Linked DNA regions of Pan troglodytes: region 1 is linked to region 2. The links are chromatin contacts, called in public Hi-C maps. All regions are on one chromosome and are shown on one strand. The core of a region is the stretch at or near the end of the contact, and the rest is flanking DNA. Distances in the headings are between cores, read along the strand shown.

Region 1 (3,435 bases), core at 26-2,525, 150 kb after region 2:
TGGGCCCAATGAGCTGTCAAGCTGCCCTGTGTTCATTTCATTTGGAATTGCCCCCTCTGGTTCCTCTGTATACTACTGCTTCATCTCTAAAGACAGCTCATCCTCCTCCTTCACCCCTGAATTTCCAGAGCACTTCATCTGCTCCTTCATCACAAGTCCAGTTTTCTGCCACTAGTCTGAATTTCATGAGAAGATGCCGATTTGGTTCCTGTGGGTCCTCAGCACTATTCAGTACAGTGCTTGATGCACAGCAGGCACTCAGAAAATACTGGAGGAAATAAAACACCAAAGACATTTGTCTCTAGAGGCTCAGCTGACAAAATCTGGGAGAAGTTTGTTTTTGTAACTACAGGCAGGCTTTTTTCTCCCTGACATGAAGAGGGGTTGTAAGAAGGGTGTGAGAAAGGAAAACTGGTACTTAGCAAATGGAAATACCTATATGTATTACCATTAGGTATAAAGAATCTATGAGGACATCCATCTGCATCTCAGCAAAGAAGAGCAGGTTGCGAAGAATATGCCCTGCCTGAGCCTGGGGACAGGGCGGTTAACTGGTGAAGGGCTGAGGCCAGATGAAAGGAAGCCTTATCGTGTGCTCCCAAAAGACTTCTGTTGAAAGGAGTTATCCGGGTCCCCGTGCGGGAGGGGGTGCGGGGGCAGGGCAAGAAGGAGAGGCCGGGGGCCCAGGTATCTTACTCCTACGACGCTGCTCACTCAGGGCTGTCCCCACTGGACCAGAAAGGAAACAGACGGGGTGGGGTGGGGTGGGGTGGGTGGGGTGGTTGGGGTGGGGATGGGTGGGAGCCCCGCGCCGGTGGCCGGACGCGAGGACTACAAGGCGGATGGCGGGCGGAGCTCATTCACACTCGAGGGCCCAGAACGTTGGCAGAGCCAGGCAGCACCCCAGCCCCGCCCCGGCCCAGAGGTTCAGACCCCGGTCTGAAAAGGCCCGACAATCCACTCGCAGCTGCCTCCCGCCCTGGGTCAGTATCGACGTCCCCGAGCACCGCCATTTCCCAAACTGCAATATGTCAGCGCAGGCGCAGGGAACCGGGCCCGCCCTCAGCGTGGACCAGAGTGCCGCTACGGCACAGCTGCCGGTCGGTCCCCTGACGCCCTTCCTCTAGGGGCCGCAATCCACCCCGGGTAGAAGATTTGGGGCCAAGGTTCAGCCGCCTACTGCCAGGGTCGATGGCGCATCCTCTCCAGACCTCACAGCGGTCCCCTAAGCCCGGCCACCGGCGGCGCACTGACACGATTGGGGATGGGCGGGGCCAGGTGGCGTCTCCACCAATCAGAGGCGCATTGTTGGGCCCGACGAGGGGCGGGCTCCAAGACTCCACCAATCACACCCTGGCGGTTCCAGGCGCTGGCCCTTGGGGACGACCTGGGCGCCTGCTTGCCAGGCGATGCGGTTTACACTGGAGGGGGTGACGGTGATTTGTGTATCGCTGGGCATCCCTGGGGACGTAGCTCACCCAGGTTCCTATCCCGCGTAAGGTGACGTCTACGGTTTCTGACGAAAAGGGGTAGATAGATAACGGGACTGTTCTGCAGGCCACCATCTTTTCCCAGCAGTGCTTAGTTGTTTCACTGACGGTGTTACGAGATCTTTCATTTGAAATCTTAGGCGCAAAATCTCCTCTCCCTGGAAGCCTTCTGGATCAGGTTTTCCCGGGAACACTACATCGGCTTGTATTTCCTCCATCAAAGCGCTCTCCACTCTGTACCGGAATTGAGTGTCTTTCCACCCCATTGGGGGCGGGGGCGGGGACGAGGGCGGGGGTGTGGGGGAGGGCAGCTGCCGCAGGAACAGGACTGAGCCATTCCTTGGTCCCCCCTTCCCACCACAGACTCTGGTCAGGATTATTGAATGAATGAAGTAGAATTTAGAAGCCAAGAAGTTCTGAAATCTGAGTTCTTACAGTGCAATTTTAGGTAGACGATCTGACAATTCAGGCTGTATTTAATAATAGGGAAAGGATATTCTCTTCTGTCAACTACATTTTTAATGACCCCTTTTTCATTCTGTGATTTTTATTTCATAAGTCTCCTACAATTCTGGTCCGTCTGTCCATTGCAATTGCTGGGCCTACTGCTGGCCACTCATCACCTCTCCCAGGATCACTGCAACTGCCTTCTCACTGATCTCTGTGCTTCCTGCTTCCTCCTCATTCTCCACACTGCAATCGATGATCTTCCTAAAATTCAAATCTAGTTATGTCTCTCTCCTACTTAAAAACCTTCCTGGGTTCCTCATTTCTCTCAGGATAATGTCTGTGTTTCTTAACCTGAAAATTCAAGTCATTCATGATCAAGCTCTCTCCCTCACCACTGCCCCCACTCAACCCCAACCCTATCCTCCATCCATCCATCCACTCTGTTCTCTGATCACGTTCTCCTTCTCCTCTGGGCCTCTGAAGTTTCCTCCGAAGAGACTGCCCTCCCACCTACTCCTGTTATCCACTAGGTGATCACACCCCACCACAGCTCAAGGAATGAGAGAACAGAAGCTGCTAGTTGGGAGTCTGGCTCATCCATTCATTGGCACATTCCTGCCAACTAGTGGCTGTTTTGTGAACATTTTGATCAGGGCAGGGTTTAACCTCACACTTTCAGGGTTTCAGAGATACTACGTTGCTTTGGAGGGAACCCTTGACTGGTCCTACTACAACAAATCCATCTGGTAACCCTGACCCTGGCTTCCCAAATGATCTTCCTAAAAATGTGTTCTGACCACATTATTCTATGGGTTAATACTCCCCACTTTCTCATGATAAAGCCCAAATTCCTTAACCACATTCTGGCCTTTGCAGACCTTATCTTCCCATACACTCCTTCCACACCCTAATCTCCAGTGAAGCTTGATGTACTCTATGTTCCCAGGACAGCTCCTCACCCTAAAACTTTTTGTTCAATCCCCTTTCTCCTGGTCTGCCTTTGGTCTCTCCATAAGATTATCTGATATCAAAATACCAAATTAGCTGTCACTTTCTCTATGAAGCATTTGCTCAATTCTTTGAACCATTACCTAACTGAGTACACACTTGTTGCCACGTTTTCTCCTCAGTTATGCTGGGTCTTGGAAAAAATATGGTTTCTGGAGTCAGAAATAGCTGATTTAAGATTCCTGCACTGCTATTTAGCTGAATAATCTTGGGCAAGTCACTTCACCTTTCTGATCTTCTGTTTCTTTTCTGTTGTAATATTAAAATGAAATAAGATAATATATATTGTAATGCAGATGTCAGCTGGAGTTACATCATCTTCCCCCTTCCAAATGTTTCAGAAAGTCTGGTAATCACCCCCAAGGTTTCTGTGAATTCCCAGGGATCTTTTGTTTTCTTTCTTTCTTTTTTTTTTTTTTTTGACACAGAGTCTCCCTCTGACACCCAGGCTGGAGTGCAGTGGTACCATCTCGGCTCACTGCAACCT
Region 2 (3,673 bases), core at 159-2,658:
CCTCCTCTGAAAATGGTTTCTCAGGTGCTGGTCACCCAGGAACAAACTCAAGGCCACTCAGTGGAGGGGGTTCTGCCCACCTTCCTGCAGCCCTGCTGAGGACTCCAGCCAGTTAACCCAGGGGACAGCATCATGGACCTCAGCATGGCATCTCATCCACATGATTCTCGTGGACTCCCCACTGGTGTCCCTGTCCTCTCTCTGTCCCTCCGGGCTAGCCTTAAATACAGGCCTCACCACCAGGAGCATCACAGCTATTACTGAGCACTGACCAGTGTCAGGCATTGAGGGCTTTGCCTGTATTCTCCTTTATTCCTCAAGACAACCATGGAAGGGAAATACTATCATTATCTCCATTTCTTTTTTTTTTTTTTTTTGTTAATAGAGATAAGGCCTCACTACATTGTCCAGGCTGGTCTCAAACTCCTGGACTCAAGCTTTTGTCCTGTCTCGGCCTCCCAAAGTGCTGGGATTATAGATGCAAGCCACCATGCATGGCCTATTACCTCCATTCCAATGATAAGAAAAGTGAGGTATGGAGAGTTTAACCTGCTCAGGGATGTGTGGTTATACAGTTACCAAAGTCTTAGAGCTGGGATTGGAATACAAGATAATCTGATTCGACTGCAGATCATGTGCCCTAAACTACTCAGCTACATGGCAATTTTACCTCTTACCAGAATCACCTACAGGATAAAGTCCACATGCTTCCACCTGGTCTGCGGGGACCCTCATGTATAGCTCAGACACGCCGTTTCAGTCCTAGGACCCAGTGTGTCCAATTGTCCCACTCTCCATTCTGACCGCACTCCTCAGCTGCCCACTTCCACACCTTAACCCATGTCTTCTTGCCACCCAGAGTCTCAACCCCACCTCCATATGTCAAAATGCTCCCTCCAAGGCCTTCTCAAATTCCTCTTCCTCTACCCAGGGTAGGTCATGCAGCATGATGGAGGACAGGCCTGTGGTGATGGGGAGACAGCGGACCTGATAACATGGTCCTTGCCCTTCCAGAAGGTGATTGGGGGATCCAGATCCCTTACTCTGGGCCTGTGCCCTCATCTGTAAGACGGAGGGGGTGGGACTAGATAATCTTTAGGAGCCTTCTTGCTCTAACAGTCTGAGACCCTACTGCTTTCACCATCCCCCAAAATAGAGGTGAAGTTGCCTTTTTAAAATCCCTTTAACATTCACAGAATGGAGAGAATGTTGGGGCTGGGAGGACTTCAGAGGAAACTAATCTCGCCCTCTTACTTTTCCCCCAGGCCTGGCAAACCATCTGGGGAGTGGTGGGAGGGAGGCCATGCTCTCTGCTCCACCAAGAACCCATCTCAGCAGGTCCCCAGCCCTGCAGAGAAGGGGTGGGAGGAGCCTGGAAGGGCAAAAGCTGCAGAGCCTGGCTCTGGGCCGGGCCTGGCCTGCCCAGCTCCAGGAGGCCTCAGTAGTTTTCCATAACCAGCAGGCCCACAGCCCAGGACATGTGCTCCCCTCTCCCTTGGCCCCCTACATTCCTCTGCACATTCAGGCAGCAAAATGGCATTCAGGCTCTGTTGGGGGCGGAAACCCAGACACACACAAAGACTCATAGATACAGGTTCAGCCACAAACACACAGACCCGGAGAGATAACGCAGATCCTGGCAGGGTCAAGGTGCCCAGGCACAAACAGCACCCACAGATACAATACGCCCACCCCGCCAGAGCCACCACGATCCATTCTCAGAGGCACATGTGCATAAGAACATCACAGAGATATTCATTCTGTGCAGACACACAGGCACATGCATAGCGGGAGGTCACGTGTCCACTCAGCAGTCGCCCCCATGCCCCTGCCATCCTCCCTCCTCCCCTGAGCCCCCGCACTGCCTGTCTAGGTCAAATCTTGGTCAAGGAATGGAAAAAAGTCCCAAGCCGCCGCAGTTGTAGGAGTCAGGACAGAAGCCAGACAGTCCCGGGAACCAGCCGAGCTCCCTTCCCTCTGAGAAGGTGCCATTTTTTAATTCCATAGAATTCACGGGACAATCCCCATCCTGTTCCTGGGAGGCCAGGGTGAGGCTGGATCCTGGATGGTTCCCCAGCCCACCCTCATGGCCTCTGGGGTTCCAGCTCCGTCCCCAGCTGCAGGGGGAGGGCAGAGGGACCTCTGGAAAGTCATTTCCCAGATGCATTGCCCTCCAGTCCCCTCTCCAGCCACCTGGCGCCTCCACCCTCACCCCATCTCTCTCCTTCAGCCCCACATCTGTCCTTCAGGAGATTAACGGAACTCATTCCCCGGGTCCACCACACTGAACCAACCAGACAGAAGGCCATGAGCAGGGGGACCCTGTGACGGGCCCATGGCAGAGCCTCCGGCTGGATGTCAGTGATTACCTGGGGTCAGGGGTCTGCTGGGACTGCCTGGCCCCCATGTTTGGAGCAGGCAGTCCTGGGCTCCAGTCCCAGCCTCACTCCCTTCTTGTCTTAGGACGTTGGGCTGGCGGCTTCAACTCTGAGCCTCACATTCCTTCATTTATAAACTGAGACTAATAACGCCACCTAACTCTAAACAACAAATACAGAGTATCATGGGGCGTCATTTAGAACTCTGGCTTTAACCAAGAAACAAGTTGTGCGACTTGGGCTAGTAATTGGACCTCTCCTAGCCTCAGCTTCTCTGTCCGGGAACGGTAGCCTTTGCTACCCTGGATGTACGGAGCATACGGCCTTCCGGGGGGCCTCCCGCCAATGGGCTCCAATCCTTAGCGCCCACCTCGCCCCCAACCCCGCTTCCCGTTCCCTTGCCTGGCCCCAGCCGGCAGGGCTGTCAGCCGGAAGGGATTTGCAGCCCGAGAGGAATCAGCTGGGTCGGCACAGAGGCCGCCTTGTCCTGGTGGGGACCCGAGCCCGCGCAGTCACGTTGCTCAGCGGGCGGTCGTGGTGCCAGCGCCCAGCCCGCCCCCGCCGCCCCCGCCGCCCCCTCCCGGCCCGGGTGCGCTTCAAGGGCCGGCGCCGGATTTCCTGGCCCCGCGCCCAGCGCCCCGGGGGCTGTTTGGGAGCGCCCAGTGAGGGGACTGCAGGGGCTCCGAGGGCGCACAGCTTCCGTCCCAGCTCCCGCGCCGAGTGGAAGCGGCCGGGGCGCACACCCCGCCTGCCCGCTCCCACCCTAGCCCTGCAAACTGGATCCCCTCCCCTTTCCCCCAAAGGGAACAGGCCTGGCCTCCTGCTCCCTTCCCCAGTCGCAGTCATCCCGATCGATGGTCACACATATCGGCAGAAAAAGTCTTCGAACTTGGAAGACCTCTCAGGATGAGCCTCACCGAGGCTGGGTGGGGAGGAGGGAGGCCTGGGTGAGTCCATTCCCGGTGTGGGCTCCAGATATGAGTCAATTGTAGGCATCCAATCGGGATGTTCTGGGTCTGGGTTGGAAGCAGATCCAAATGGACCCGGTTAGGGTGTTGGGATCTCCTCTTAGTGTTCAGGGTTTGGGTGCTGGGACCCTCTCTGGGTGATCGCATTTGGATGTTCGGTTCTTTACGGGAGTTTCTGGATGGCGTTGTAGTGATCCAGTACTGAGTTTGTAATGGAAACTCAGCCTGTGTAGATGCGTCTGGGTCAGGTGCTGGGACCTTTTCTCTGTGTTCAGAGCCCAGTTGTAAGTTCTCTCTGGGTCAGGTGGTTGGGGCTTTCTCTAGCGT

The links. A called contact is a pair of places that touch in the nucleus more often than the background predicts.
Region 1: a contact with region 2 is called in a Hi-C map of stem cell-derived neural progenitor cells, with 6 times the contacts expected there. The contact joins two enhancer-like sites. A contact is called at or near these places in 4 of 7 Hi-C or Micro-C datasets (blood, induced pluripotent stem cells and stem cell-derived neural progenitor cells) and 1 of 1 datasets of contacts at active chromatin or transcription factors (stem cell-derived excitatory neurons).

What each region holds. Positions count from the first base shown.
Region 1 is chr1:188,045,001-188,048,435 of NHGRI_mPanTro3-v2.0_pri, forward strand. No RefSeq gene overlaps it. Among named protein-coding and RNA genes, the nearest start is that of SLC2A1, 35 kb to the left of the region's middle. Within about 2 kb of position 1,276, at least 22 of the 24 cell types and tissues checked have an H3K27ac peak or open chromatin away from gene starts, as enhancers often do. A contact at or near this core is called in induced pluripotent stem cells and stem cell-derived neural progenitor cells, where this site is marked.
Region 2 is chr1:187,899,208-187,902,880 of NHGRI_mPanTro3-v2.0_pri, forward strand. No RefSeq gene overlaps it. Among named protein-coding and RNA genes, the nearest start is that of CFAP144, 78 kb to the left of the region's middle. Within about 2 kb of position 1,409, at least 9 of the 24 cell types and tissues checked have an H3K27ac peak or open chromatin away from gene starts, as enhancers often do. A contact at or near this core is called in induced pluripotent stem cells and stem cell-derived neural progenitor cells, where this site is marked.